Regions from separate parts of the Pan troglodytes genome. Here region 2 is linked to region 1. The links are chromatin contacts, called in public Hi-C maps. All regions are on one chromosome and are shown on one strand. The core of a region is the stretch at or near the end of the contact, and the rest is flanking DNA. Distances in the headings are between cores, read along the strand shown.

The links. A called contact is a pair of places that touch in the nucleus more often than the background predicts.
Region 2: a contact with region 1 is called in a Hi-C map of stem cell-derived neural progenitor cells, with 3 times the contacts expected there. The contact joins the enhancer-like site here to the promoter of PBX3 in region 1. A contact is called at or near these places in 1 of 7 Hi-C or Micro-C datasets (stem cell-derived neural progenitor cells) and 1 of 1 datasets of contacts at active chromatin or transcription factors (stem cell-derived excitatory neurons).

Annotation. Positions count from the first base shown.
Region 1 is chr11:12,703,946-12,711,202 of NHGRI_mPanTro3-v2.0_pri, reverse strand. PBX3 (PBX homeobox 3) reads left to right here and starts at 2,088. Exons shown (of 9, transcript XM_016961669.4): 1 at 2,088-2,446; 2 at 3,361-3,434. The coding sequence starts at 2,247.
Region 2 is chr11:13,043,696-13,051,400 of NHGRI_mPanTro3-v2.0_pri, reverse strand. No RefSeq gene overlaps it. Among named protein-coding and RNA genes, the nearest start is that of GAPVD1, 150 kb to the left of the region's middle. Within about 2 kb of position 5,455, at least 9 of the 24 cell types and tissues checked have an H3K27ac peak or open chromatin away from gene starts, as enhancers often do. A contact at or near this core is called in stem cell-derived neural progenitor cells, where this site is marked.

The DNA.
Region 1 (7,257 bases), core at 839-3,338:
TAAGCTTAGCTATTAGCTTTGCAGTGGGGAGTATTTAAAAGTACACACAACATATGAAGGAAAGAACCTGGAACCGAGTAGCCTGCTTCATTCCAAGAATCCATCTGGCATTTAAAGAACTGCTTGTCCTACATTAAACCCTGCAGAGTTAGAGCCATTTTTCATATCCTCATACCCCTATTTTTGGTTTCAGGTAAGACAGCTTACTGAGTTTGGAGAAGGAACAAAGAGACTTTTCCGAACCACCGAACCAAAGGACTCATCTAGGGTGAGCTCAATGAATCTAGAATCGGGAACACACATTGCAGCCCCTTTTTGGGAAATCAGCTTAAGAGAAATCTCGTCTCCACAAGAGGCGGAGGTCCATATTCCAAAATAATGTGAGCCTTCAGTTATTTGTAGGTAGAATTCAATGGAAGAAGGGGTGTTATAGATACGAAAAATCGTGGCTGGCTTTACCAACATTAAATGACTCGTGGTGGTGGGGTAAGTTGACAAGTGAAATCCAGTCTCTTCCTAAACATATGTATCTTTGTAATGAAGAGCTCGTTTTTGCAGCTTCAGTACATCTGGAGGCATCGAATAGCAAACGCTGCCAAAGGAGTAGTCCCTGGATTATCAGCAGTTGCAGAGTGTGTAAAGTGTTGTAAACCTTGAAATTAGTCCTGGACTGAAGGCACTTTCCCTCCTCCCAGACTCGCTTCTCTCTGACACATTTCCCCTTTCAATGGAAAGTCTATGGCACTCAGGTCCACTCAGCTCAGACTTCAAGTATGTGAGACCACAGGTTCCCACCTTAACTGGTCACCCATTGAGGGACAGCGCAAGGCCCCGGTGCTGGCGCCAACGCTCAGCTGCGCCCTCTCGGTTACCATGGCGACCGCAGGCGGGGCGAGGCCCCCACTCACCGCTTCCCCGCCTCTGCCCAGAACCTTTCGAACGCTCCAATTGGGACAACCCTTTCTTGCCTCTGTCCCGCCCCATTCGGCTCTAAGCGCTTTGCGATTGGCCCGGGACGAGCGGCCTGGTACCCAGAGGGCACCACCTCCTGACAGGAAGAGCGGGAAAGTGCACCAGGAGCTGTCCGAGGCGTGAAGCTCACAGGCGCGGCGGGGGAGCACACGGTTGGCTTTGCAGCGAGTTGCCCACTGTCCCATACAGAACCCCCCGCTCCCATGACTGCCAAAAGCATGGAGCAGGAGTCGGGGTGCGGGCACAGCGTTTGTGGGCCGGCCCGGTCTATCCCGGGGGGCTAGGACGCGACGAGGTTGGAGCGAGGATCCGGCGGCACACTCCGGAGCGCGGGGTATCAGAGGACAGAGGGAACGGGCCGGGCCCCGGGGGCGGTGCCGGCGGCGGCGGCGGGAGGCGCAGAGCCCAATGAGCGCGCGCACCGCCCCGGGGGCGGGGTCTGAGGAGCGCTCCCCCGCCCTTGCCAGCCCCCGCCCCTCCCCCCGGCGCGGGGCCGCAGTGAGTGAGTGGCACTGGCAGCCTGTCAATCCCTCGGCCCAGCGGCCTTCCAGCCCGGTCCGCGGCGGCTGCTGGCTGGGTGCGCGGCTCCGGCGGCGGCGGCGACTTCTCCCGCCCTATCCATCGGCTGTCCGCCCGGCGCGCGGCCCGCCGGGGCCCTCCTCCGGGCTCAGCGCCCCCGCCGCCTCTGCCCGCCCGCTCCCAAACTTTCCTCCTCCGCCCCCCCTCGCTCCCCGCGGCCCGCCCGCAGGCCTCCTCCTCCGCCGCCGCCCGCCGCCGCCGCTGCCTCCCCCGGGGCCGCCGGGGCTCGGATCCCGCCTGGCTGAGGCGGCGGCGGCGGCGGCCGAGGAGGGCAGTGCGCAGGCTGGCGCGGGGGGCGGCGGGCGTCCCGGCAACTCGGCGGGCGCTGAGGAGCAAGTTGCGCGGGGCCGCCCGGCGGGGCGCGCGGCGGCGAGGAGGCGGCGCGGCGGCCGCGTGAGGGCAGCGGGCGCCGCCGCCTGCGCCTCCGCCACCGCCGCGGAGCCCGGCGCTTCCGCCCGCCGCTTCTCCTCAGCCTCGGCGGCGGCGGAAGCCGGAGCCGGGCGCCCGTCCTCATCGCCTCAGCCGCGGGCCCTGCCGGCCGGGCCGCCCCCTCCCCGCGCGGGCGGGGAGCGCGCGGCCGCCTCCCCCTCCCCCTCCCCCTCTTTCTTCTCCTCCCTCGTCGCAGCCGCCGCCGCCGCCGCCGCCGCCTCAGCCTTCGCCTCAGCCGCCGCCCGCTCCCGCCCGCGCGCGGCGGGATGGACGATCAATCCAGGATGCTGCAGACTCTGGCCGGGGTGAACCTGGCTGGCCACTCGGTGCAGGGGGGCATGGCCCTGCCGCCTCCCCCGCACGGCCACGAAGGGGCGGACGGCGACGGCAGGAAGCAGGACATCGGCGACATCCTCCACCAGATCATGACCATCACCGACCAGAGCTTGGACGAGGCGCAAGCAAAGTTGGTGTCGTCTCATTAAGCATCTTTTGTGTGTGTGCGGGAGCCGGGCCCGCGGCCGAGTCGAGGCCCGGGGTGGCGCCCGGGGCCAGGGCCGCAGCCCCCGGCGGGGAACTTTCTCCGAAAGCCGGCCGCCCGCCCCGGCCTCGGGGGGACTTGCCCGCGCCCCCCGAAGCGGGCGGGAGTCGGCAAAGTTGCTCTGGGGGGCTCGGGACGGACTCGGTGCGGCGCGGATTCCGTGGCGTCCTTTCCCCCGTCCTGCCCCTCGCAGCCCGGCCCCCTCCCACCGATTTAAACCTCCCGCCCCGACCCCGTGCGGGCCGCGCCGCCGGGAAGTGTAACTTTCTCCTCCGGCCGGGAGTCCCGGCGCCGGCTCCTGTGGCCGCGGGACGACCTCGCGATGCGGGCGGCCACCCGGGCCCGGCGCGGGGCGATGGGCGGTTCCCTGGCGGGTCCGGGTGCGGACGGCCAAGTTCTCGGAGAGAGAGGGCCGCCTTGCAAACTTTGCCGAGCTGTCACCCTCCCGCTGGCCGCAGTCCGCCGGCCGGCAGCGTCGCGCCGGCTCCCTCTGCACAGGAGCGGACGCGGGAGCCCCTCCGCACCCGTCCCCTCCCCCGGGTCGCCTTCGCCTGCCCCCGGGGCGAGGCTCCCCGCGCGGGTTCGCGTCGCGTCTGCAGTGGCCGAGGCTGCTGCCTGCCGGGCAGATGGGTCCGCCTCGTTCCGGCTGCAGCTTTCGTCGCCGGGGCTTGCTGGCTGTCGGGAACTAGTCAACTGGAGTTTTTGTTGACTTCCCACGGTTCAAAAGGGCCTTCCAGAATGGGGGGCTGGAATTAAATCTTGGGTCTAACTTAAAGGAAGGCGCCATATTATTCCATAGGTGATGCTAATACCTTTGTGTTTCGTTATTTGTTTTTTAGGAAACATGCCCTGAACTGTCACAGAATGAAACCAGCGCTCTTCAGCGTCCTGTGTGAGATCAAAGAGAAAACAGGTAAGACGCTGCGCCCCGCAGTGGGCCTGGAGACCCCCGAGGTGGGGGTCGGAGCTACTCCTTCGACTCTCCAGTTGAGAGCTGCTGCTTTTGGGCACCGCCATCTTTGATCATTCTCTCCTTCCCACGTCCTGATCTTGAGAAAAAACTGCAATAAATCTGGAGTCGATTTCTCAGTTCTGCTCCTGGTGTAAAATGAAGTGTAGGTGCGGACCGGGCTGGATCGCCGTCCCTCGGCGGCCGCCCCTGGCTGCAGGCAGGGAGGGGGCCCGGAGCGCCAGCCGCCCTCTTCCCTCTCCTTTCGCCTTGTTTGTGTGTCAGTTTTTAAAAGGAGCAACGGGAGACTGGATGCCAGGACCGAGTCCCCGGGAGAAGCATCGCCCGAACTTTGTTTTACTTAGACAGTCTTAAGCTTCAGCTGCACGGATAGAAGAATAGATGCAATTGAACAGACCCCAGTAGCATGCTTGAATTAGTGTTTTAGGTGGGAAGACTACTTTAGAGAATCGAGGAAGGGTAATGATGTGTAGACACATACGATGTATTACATCTGTTAATACTTGTATTATTTTGTATTCTGAAGTCATTACACTTGTAACTGTGCTTAATATATAAAGTATAAAAAGGTCGACAGATGCAGGTTAAACAATTTTGAAGTGTCCAAGTCAGGGAATATATAAGAAGATAGGTTTTGCAGAAGTGCTGGAATGAAAACTACAGGTACATATTTGGCAAATTTTTGGCAATTCGTTTCAGTTTAACTTTCTTGTCAGACTTTATTAATTGAAGGTCTTTCAGTCTTGACGTGAGGTAACTGCTCAAACTGAAGCAGAGATTTGGATGTTTTAGTTTGTATTTGGCATTATCTTCCCTGTATGTGGCAAACAAGTACATTAAACAAGCTCTACTGTTTATTTTTTTCCTGTTCTTTTCTTTCTTTTTTTTTTTTTTTTGGTGTGTGTTGGATGTATGGTATTTTAAAGTTGCCATTTTGAAAGTTGAGGCAAAGGAGAAAAAGTTGAAGTCCAGGATATAGCACTATCCAAGGGAGGCTGTTTAGAAGGTTACATGTGATTGTGTTTAAATTGAGTGTACAAATAGCACAGTGCAAATAATTGTTAGGTTGATAGGCGAGTCAGCCTTCTTTGAAACAGGTTTTTCGCTTTGCAATACTATTCTGATCCTAAAAGTAATCAAGAAAAGATGATGAGTTATTGCTGTCTATTAAATATATATGCTAAACCATAATAAGCAGCAAATAATAAGGGAGGCCAAAGAGTACTTTTCCTGGTTTTCATTCCATATTATGGCTGGTTTCTTAATGCTCAGTGATCCTTTCTTGAATTACTAACTTTTATTTTGTGTTGATTTTTAGCTACCTTTAGAAAGCGTTTTGATTTAAAGCAGTAGATAATTTTTATCTGACTGTAAAATAAGACATCTAGCATTCAGTCTTGAAGATTCTTAGTTTAGAAGCTTAAAAGTATGCAATTCTCAGTAAATTCTGATGCTTAATGTCCAAGGGTTTTCCTGCTATCAGGGCTCCACTTCAGTTTCTGCTGACAGCCAAGCACTGGGGTATTGACTATGTTGTGAATATTAAGATTGATTCGACTTTATACAGCCTTATATTACTAGGGAGAGGGGATGGATACTTATCGCTTCTCATCCCCTTCTCATTATTTGTATTTATTTATTTATTTTTGCCTTTTTAAAGTTTTGGCCTAGCTAGCTTGAGAACTAAACCCAGCAAACTGCTTTTCATGTTGAGACATTTAGCAGCAGGCAGAATTCAATTAGGAAGCATAAGTCCTTTAGTTGCTTATTTGCACAGGACTTAGTTACACCATTCTGAAAGGAAAGTATAGTCAACCACATGTCAAAGGTGAGTTACGAAAAAGAAACAAATCTTTTCAAAGTCTGGGATTACTGGCAGAGAGAGCTTTGGTAGGGCTATTGCTATTTAAAAACCAAGAGGCAGCTGACAAAAGAAATTTTTGTGTTTTAAAATTGTTTCTGGGGCTTTCAGTGATAACTTGTAAATTAGATTCTCTTTTTGTGCTTTGGCCAGTGGATCCACATTTGCACGTTATCTCTTTTGTAAAAAGCCAACAGCCGACAAAGAGTAAAGGCGGCTGTCTGGGTAGAGGCATCTTCCTGCCAGCCTCTCTAAGCTCGAGAGGGATGGGATTTAAGTACTGAGTGATTGATGGGGGTGAAGCTCTTTCTCTTCTTTCCATTCTCCCCTACTACCCATAGCTTCACCTCACTCCCCAAAACTAGTCTTAGAATGAGACAGGGACTCAGAATCCTCAATTTGAAATAAAACAGCTGTGTAGACATTAGTGTTACCAAAGCAAAGAAAGCGGGGCTGCAAATTCCAAGCCCCCCAACTCCTGCTTCCATAGTCGGTCATGCTTTAGAAACATGAACTTATAAAAGAAACATTGTAGAATATATGTATATTGCATAAATATTTTTTAAAAATCATTTTATTTAATCTAATAATACCTAAAAATTAATTCTTTGTAATTTAGAGAAAGTTTACCTAGTCATTTATGAATAGAAACCAGCAACATTATGTTGATGACTCTATTCTGCTTAATGGGGGGTTGAGGGTGAACTGTCATTTCAGTGGATAATGTCATTTCAGTTGTGCTTTTCTTCTAAAACAAAACAAAATCATTTAAAAAAAAATCTGTTTATTTGTAGCTCTGCCAGTGGATTTTGAGGTTTCTGATCAGGCAGTGAACACTGCCAGTTCTTATGCACATGGGGGATTTAGTTTAGAAAACATCTGTTTCCCCCTCTACCATATATGAAAAGGTATTTTTCCCTTCTGACAGATAAATGGGTAATCTACTACAATTATATTATTTTCTTGTTGAGAGGTAAGGAAAGTATACTTCTACTATAAGATGCTGCTTTTTCTTGAGAATGTATTCTTTCGTAAAATTGATCACACCATTATTTTTGGGCAGAAATGTCTCTCATTGTTGAATTGTGATATTTGTGCATTTTGAGAGCACCCCAAAAGTTGTAGGCTTTAAAATAAAAATAGTTGTTTATTTTAAACCAAGTAACCAGTGAGATTATTGTTGATATGTTAAGATTTTTCTCCTGATTTTTAAAGCCATATTTTATCGTCTGTCTCTTATTAAATATCCCTGATGCCACAAGGTCTGCTCACCTGCATACCTCTTTTGGTGTATGCCCCCACCTCTTTTTGGTCATCTTAATCTTAATTGTTGAAGTGCTTTCCTTTGTGAAATATTTCATCCTGAAAAATCTGTCTTCTTTCCAAAGCCCTTAATTGTGCGAGTTTAAGTGAAGGAAATAGTTCTTTTTCAAGAAAAAAGTATTTATTTTTTAAATGAAATCCCACATTTTAGTAGATAATATGAATCACATTATTGTGAAAAATGTTATGCATGAAAAAAAATAAACACAACCTTTTCCTTTTTAAATAATAGGTTAAAATACTCCATGTTGATGGCTGCCAACCAAACTCTGATTTATTGCTACCACAAACCCTAAATAGCGTTCATTTACTAGTAATGTCTAATGGCATACATGATGGTTTGCCAGATTTGTAGCCTTTGTGAGGCTTATAAGCAGGACTGACTTGGGAAGATCATAAAACTTAATGAACTTCTCTACTGCAGGAGGTGTCCGCAGGGGAAGAGAAAGGCCTGCTTGGCTGGTTGGGCTGGTTGAAGTATTTTTTATGTTTAAGGAGAAGAAAATGACTAGTAAAAATGCCTTACTTTTAAAGGAACCCTCCCTAGAAAGAGTCATAAGAATTTTAGATATTAAAACTAGA
Region 2 (7,705 bases), core at 4,206-6,705, 340 kb before region 1:
GCACCATGATGGCCCCAAGTCAAAGCTCACATGCTGGGTGGGGCCAAGCAGGGAATTTTTTTTTTTTTTTTGACAAAGTCTTGCTCTGTTACCCAGGCTGGAGTGCAGTGGCGTGACCTTGGCTCACTGCAATCTCCGCTTCCCAGGTTCAAGTGATTCTCGTGCCTCAGCCTCCTGGCAGTAGCTGGGATTACAAGTGACTGCCACCACGTCCAGCTAATTTTTGTATTTTTAGTAGAGACGGGGTTTCGCCATGTTGGCCAGGCTGGTCTCAAACTCCTGACCTCAAGTGTTCCGTCCGCCTCAGCCTCCCACAGTGCTGGGATTACAGGATGAGCCATCACGCCCAGTCCCCCAACAGGGACCTGAACTTGCTAGGCTTGGCTGACTCAGGGCACGGGTACTTTCTCGCAGAGGTGCCACATGGGTACCTAGTCTCTGTGACATCTCTAGCTGCCTTGGTTTTTTCCACTGCACCCTGTTGCAGGGTTGGGTGAGGATTCCTGGGGGTGAAGTGTGCCACCAGCCCAGAGTCAGTGTCAGTTGCCCCTCGAGGGTTGTGGTCCAAACTGGAGGAGCCCTCTTGATACCTTCGAAAGTTTGGAATCTCCAGTGTTTGAGGATGGGACGCATCTGATGTTGTCCCTGGGGGCAGCGCCCTCCCACCCCTCTGCTAGCAGGAGGCCCTCTCATCTTGCCTCAGCCCCTTTCAAGGCTGATGGGATGAGCAGCTCCTTGCCCCTGTTGGCTTGAGTCCCCTAGAGCTGCAGTGCACAGTTATCCAAGTTGTGCACTGCACAGTCCTAGAGGCACCGTTCAGATCATAGACATGGCAGATTTTCCAAAGTTAGAACAATTTTCTTTCTTTTTTTCTTTTTTTTTTTTTTTGAGATGGAGTCTCGCTCTGTGGCCCAGGCTGGAGTGCAGTGGCGCGATCTCGGCTCACTGCAAGCTCCGCCTCCCAGGTTCAGGCCGTTCTCCTGCCTCAGCCTCCCGAGTAGCTGGGACTACAGGTGCCTGCAAACACACCCGGCTAATTTTTTGTATTTTTAGCAGAGACGGGTTTCACCATGTTAGCCAGGACAGTCTCGATCTCCTGACCTCATGATCTGCCCGCCTCGGCCTCCCAAAGTGCTGGAATTACAGGCGTGAGCCACCGCGCCCGGCCAACAATTTTCTTAAAGATGGGAGTAAAGTGGAAGCAAGGGTGCCTTTTCATAATTCTCACAGAGATGCCACATGGCTCAGAATCATTTCTACTTTGGGAAAATGACACCTCAAATCTGGGGAACTCCCACTCATCTTTCTAAGTCCTGCTCCCATGACCCCTGCCTGGGAAGCCTCTAGCCTCTATGTTGGAGTCACTGCCCACTTCCCTACCCAGGGTCCCTCAGTCCCTTCAAACCCCATGCCAGGCTGTGAGCTCCTGGGGTCAGTGACGGCTGCATCGAATTGGTAGGCCACCCACCCCTGGCCTTACCCTTTGCCCAAGGAGAGAGTTCATGGGCATCCCACGAGGTCCAGCCTTGGTGCTAACCAGGAGGCCCTATGAGACTTGCTAGGCAGCTGGAGCTGGGAGGGCCAGCCAAGCTCCACCTCCTCCCCACCATTTTATTTTATTATTGATTTATTTTTGAGACGGAATCTCACCCTGTTGCCCAGGCTGGAGTGCAGTGGCGTGATTTCAGCTCATTGCAACCTCCACCTCCTGGGTTCAAGCGATTCTCATGCCTCAGCCTCCCAAGTAGCTGGGATTTACAGGTGCATGCCGCAACGCCCAGCTAAATTTTTTTTTTTTTTTGAGATGGAGTCTCGCTCTTGTTTCCCAGGCTGGAGTGTAATGGCGCAATCTCGGCTCACTGCAACCTCTGCCTCCCAGATTCAAGTGATTCTCGTGCCTCAGCCTCCCAAGTAGCTGGGATTATAGGTGTGTGCTACCACACCCAGCTAATTTTTGTATTTTTAGTAGAGACGAGATTTCACCATGTTGGTCAGGCTGGTCTCGAACTCCTGATCTCAAGTGATTCTCCAGTCTTGGCCTCCCAAAGTGCTGGGATTACAGGCATGAGCCACCACACCCAGCCAATGCCTGGCTAATTTTTATATTTTTAGTAGAGACGGGGTTTTGCCATGTGGCCCAGGCTGGTCTTGATCTCCTGGCCTCAAGTGATCCACCAGCCTTGGCATCCCAAAGTCCTAGGATTACAAGTGTGAGTCACTGCACTCGGCCCATCTACCCCCATTTTACAGATAGGAACGCCAAGGCTCAGAGCAGTGAAGGCCTTGCTCAGGGCCCCACAGAGAGTTAGGCACCTGGGCCTTCAGACCCCCCACTGAGGCTGGGCACACCTGCATCCCACCGCATGGTGAGAAGGCAGTCAAAGTTGGCAAAGAAGGTGGCGCTGTGGACAAAGAGGTGGAGTTCTCCAGGCCACCACTCCCCCATCCATGGCCTGGAAGTCATTTCCATCACAGCCAGGGTGCCACTCCTTAGAGACTGATGATTTGGTGGAGCAGAAGGGATCCAGGCTTAGGGTCTGGGGACCAGCGTGAAGACCCTGTCTGCGGCTGCCTGGACCCAAAGTGACCCCCGATCTTGCCTGCCTGGTCCCCCATTGCCAGCCCCCTGCCATCGGGTCCACTTTATCCTTCTGAGATTTATTCTCGGGCTGCAGAGCCTGGAAATAATTTGCTGACAGAGCCCCGTCCCGGCAGGTGCTTTAATTGGTTTTGTGGGAGCAGGCCTATTTAGAGGGAAACAAAAATTATGGTGCTGCTGCCCGTCTTTTCTCTGTAATGGGGGCTTCGGAGTGTTGGGGGTGGGGAGGAAAAGGTGGCTGTGTGGAAAGCAGAGACCCTGGTTTTTCTCTGGGGGCGCAGGTGCTGGGGCCTGGGTGTCCTGGGCCGGGGGCAGTGGAACCAGGCCACCCACTCTGGCCCTGGCTCAGCCTCAGCCTCAGGGCAGGGCAGCTTCTCATCCTTACAGTGCTGAGGGCAAGAGGAGGCCTGGGGACAAAGGGGCCAGGGCAGGGCCAGGGCAGGCAGGGCTCCAGTTCCCAGACTCCATCTTTCTGAAGGAGGCCCTCGCCCTTGCCGGGTGCGCACTTTCTAAAACACAAATCAGGTGGGTCACTCCTTAGCTCCAGCCCCTTCCATGGCTCCCCATTGTCCTCAGAATGAAGCCAGCTTCCTTAGCTTGGCACTCAGCGTCGCTCGAGGCCCAACTGACCTCTGGTGACCTCTCCAGCCACTTCGTCCTTCACTCCTATCTTCGCCCACCCCCTCCCAATGGTCTTTAGTCTTCCCTGGTGGGCTCCTGTGTGTCCCACTCTATGCTAACTCCACAATTGTCCATGATCAAGGAGAGCTTTGTTGCCTCATTATACAGATGAGGAAAAGAAGGCTCAGAAAGGTTAAGACACCTCCTGGAGGTCACACAGCAGGGCACGGACTTGAACCCAGGTCTGGCTGGCATACAAGCCCACACTTAACTAGTAAGTTATAGGTGGAACTAGCCAAGCTCCCTCTAAGCCCCATGCTTTCCCTTGAAATGCCCCTCCCTACATTTTTCCGCTGGCAAACTCCTACTCATCCTTCAAAGCCCGCTTGATATCACTTCCTTGAGAATCCTTGCTTGACTGACTACTCCCACCTCTAATCTCTCCTCTGGGCTTCCCCAAGGCCCAGCCAAGCCTTTCAGCTCAGCTCTAATCTCTGGGTTTGTCATTTTCTGTGTCAGTGTCTGTCTCTTCCACTTCCTCCCTCACCCCGGACTGGGAAATCCAGCGGAATTGTTACTCATCCTACAGGGTGAAAGTTGCAGCCCTGGAAACTCTGATAGGTCCAAGATCCTGGGACCTGGGCTCTCGTCTTACCTGCTGTATTGAGCAGCCTAGGCCATAGCTGCTCTGTGCAACCCCGAGCAAGGCCCTGTGCCTCGGCGGACTGAGTCTATAAAATGGGAGGGTCAGCCTAGAGGCATCTGACACTTGGGAACTCTGAGGGCCAGATGTGGGCTGGAATCTCACACCATGTGACCCATGTGAGTGTGACTCACATGATGTATGTGTGAGTGGGTAGCCACGCCCCATGTCAGGGTGGGTCACGTCACCATTGCTGATGCCCGGCCCAACCAGGGATCCAGGTGCTGGCCATGGACTGGGCTAGGAGGCCTGGGCAGAGCGGAGAAGTAATTACGCTGGAGTCAGGGCTGGAATCTCAGCTCTGCCACTCACCTGCTTTGTGTGAGCTCGGGTAGGCCTGACCTCGCAGAGCCTCAGCTTCATCTGTAGAACCATGGGAACAATAATGCAGTCATGCGCCAGAGAAGGACGCTTCGGTCATCAAGGGACTGCATGTACGACAGTGGTCCCATAAGATCATAACGCCGTATTTCTCCTGTACCGGTTCTATGTGTAGATACACAAATACTTCCCACTGTGCCACGGTTGCCTACAGCATTCGGTCCAAAGACAGGCGGCACCTGAGTGTAGCCCAAGGGCAAGAGCCCGGTGTGTAGGGGCCGCACCATCTCGGCTGGCGTAAATCCACTCTATGCTCTTCGCAGCTGATGCATTTCTCAGAATGCATCCCTGTTGTTAAGGACACAGGACTGTCCTGCCACCCCACAGGGCTGATTTGCTGAGGGTCACAGGAGAGATTCTCACGGCTGGCCCGGAGCATGAGCTCCAGGGCCCTCACTGTTGTCATCTGCACAAGTGTTAAGTGCCACGTCCCCGCTGGGCCCGGTAGGCAGTGGTGGGCGGTGACTGAAGGATCCAGTCTAGACAGACAACCATGTTAATTCGCAGAGCTCAGGCCAGGACAGTGGGGCGGTGAGGGCCTTGGTTTCTGGGGTTTACGGTGGGGTTAGAGGCTGGGTCTCCAAGGGCCTCTTTCCCTGGTGTGTGATTTTTCAAAGAATCCAGGACAGAGTTAAACAGGCAGGTGCAGTCCCTGAGGACAGATGGCAGGATGTGGCTGGGGGGTTCAGAGGAGAGCTGGGGGCTGGGTGGAGTGAGAGGGGCAGAGCTCTAGGGATGAGTGGGTGGTGCTGGGAGACGAGCAGGGTCAGAGATCTGGAGAGGGGCGGAAAGAGGTTGCAGGCCTGGTTCAGCTGCCCCAATTCCACATAAAAACGGTCAGGGCTCGGTCCTCGGCCTCAGTTTCCCCCTCTGTAAATGTGGAAATGGCCCCTCCCTGTGGTGGCGCGGGGGACGGGGCCTCAGCTCCCCGGGCTCAGGAGATACCGCCTGGACCCGGGCAGCTTAAACACCCCTTCCCCTTCCACGAGGACCGAGTCCGAGGCCTGAGCCGGGCCGGGCTGTCTGCTGCAGGGCGGCGTCGAGACTTGGGGTGGGAGCCCCCGGAGGAGGAAGAGACGAACCGGGAGCCAGAGGGAGCCGGGTACACCGCGGGACTCACGGGGCGCCCCGGGGCCGGGAATCTAGCTACGGAATCCGGTCCGTAGGTGGCGCCGCGAGGCTGCAGTTGGGTTTCCGTCGCCCAGGCCGAGGGTGGTGCGGAGCCGGGACCCGCGGGGCTTCTGCGTCCCGCGTGGCCGTTCCCACCGCCGTCGGTCCGCGGAGATCCCAGGTGTTTTTAGGGCACCCAGGTTCGCACCCCGTTGGGCCAAGACCGAGAGCGACGCGCGGGCACCGGACGGGGTGCGAACCCGGGGCGGACGGGCACCCTTCCCCACCCCCTACTCCCGATCCCCGCAGCTGCCACCACTGGGCCTCGGCTGCGAAGGCTCCAGAAACGGGCCCCCCGTACCCTCGGGCCTTCCCAGCCGCGCGGGCGTGCGAGGGAGCCGAGGTCCGGGAGGCCGCTGGGGCGGGGGCCCCGGCGTGGAAGGATCGCGCTCTGGGCTGTGTCCGCCGGGCGTGTGCGTGCGCGGAGGCCGTGGGCGCGGCCGGCAGGGGACCCTTCCTTTGTTCTCGCACTTCCTTCTCTGCGGGCCCGGGTCAGGGAGGACGCAAGGCCCAGGCTGCGAGCTGTGCCCGTGGGGACGCAAGCGACGGTGGGTAGGGACAGGCAGGCGCCCCTTCCTCCCGCTCAGCATCCAGCCTTCGGGCTCCCTGGCTGCTTTCCCGAGGGCAGCCTTGGCTGGGAAATGTCACCCTCCCCGGGGGAAGGAAGGGGAGCCGCGTGTGCGCGTCTTTCATGCGTCCTCCTGAGAGCACGCCGCGCCCGGAGAAAGCCCTTTGATCCCCTCGCTATCTTTTCTTTTTCTTTTCTTTCTTCTTTTTTCTTTTTTTGAGACGGAGTCTCGCTCTGTTGCCCAGGCTGCAGTGCAGTGGCACGATTTCGGCTCACTGCAACCTCCGCCTCCCGGGTTCAAGCGATTGTCCTGCCTCAGCCTCCCGAGTAGCTGGGATTACAGGCGCCTGCCACCACGCCCAACTAATTTTGTATTTTTAGTAGAGACAGGGTTTCACCATGTTGGCCAGACTTGTCTCAAACTCCTGGCCTCAGATGATCCGCCCACCTTGACCTCCCAAAGTGCTGGAATTACAGGCGTGAGCCACCGCGCCCGGACCCCCTCGCTATCGTGGATGCGGAACCTGCTCCAAGTCGCGCAGCTGGAAAGGGGCATCGGAGCCTCTGGGGGACGTCCCTGACTCGAGGCCGGGCCGATTTAGGGGGTGGAGGGTCGGATCGACTTCCCCCAAACCAGCCACCCCAGGGAGCCCCTGGAGGGGGCGAGCTGCCTGTGCCTGGAGGTGGGGACCATAGGTCCTTCCCAGCCCAAGGGCTCCCAGAATCCACACAGCAAGCGAGGCCCAGGGCTGGGAGGCGCCCTGGAGGGTGGGTTGGGAGAGGAGGTTCAGAGATGAGCGAGGCCCCACCCCGGCCAGGGAAGTCCCGTCCAGCAGAGCAGGCAGGACTTGTGGCTCATACCCGACGATGTGATCAGAGGAGGAGGGGGCAGGAAAGGTGGCCTTACAGGAGCCAGAGCTTGGGGGCCCAGACACACACCACACACACAGACACACAGACACACGCCACACACACACACCACACACAGACACACCATACACCACACACACACCACACACATAAACATCACACACAGACACACACATACCACACACACCACACAGACACACACCACACATACACACACACCACACAGACACACGACAAGACACACACCACTCACACACCACACACACACACCACACACACAGACATATACACCAGACACACACCACACAGATACACACACCACACACACACACCACACAACCACAAACACAGACTCATACACCGTACGCACCACACACACACCACACACAAATACCAGACACACACACCACACACACCACAGACACATACACCATACGCACACCAGACACACACACCACACACACACACCATACACACACAACACACACACCACACACAGACATATACACCATACACACACCAGACACAGACCACGCACATACCACACACACAGACACCACACACATGCACCACACACCCCACACACGCACCACACCACACACACACACATACACACACACGAGCAGAGCAAGGGACAGCCATGTTGTGTGATCTGGGAGGGTGGCTCACCCTCTCTGAGTTGTTTATAAACCGGGCGAGACCCAAGCCTGCCAATCAGAGGCCTGATCTGAATGCTCTTATTGGTTCAGAGATGGACATGTGACCCTCTCATGGCCAATCAGAGACTTTCCTG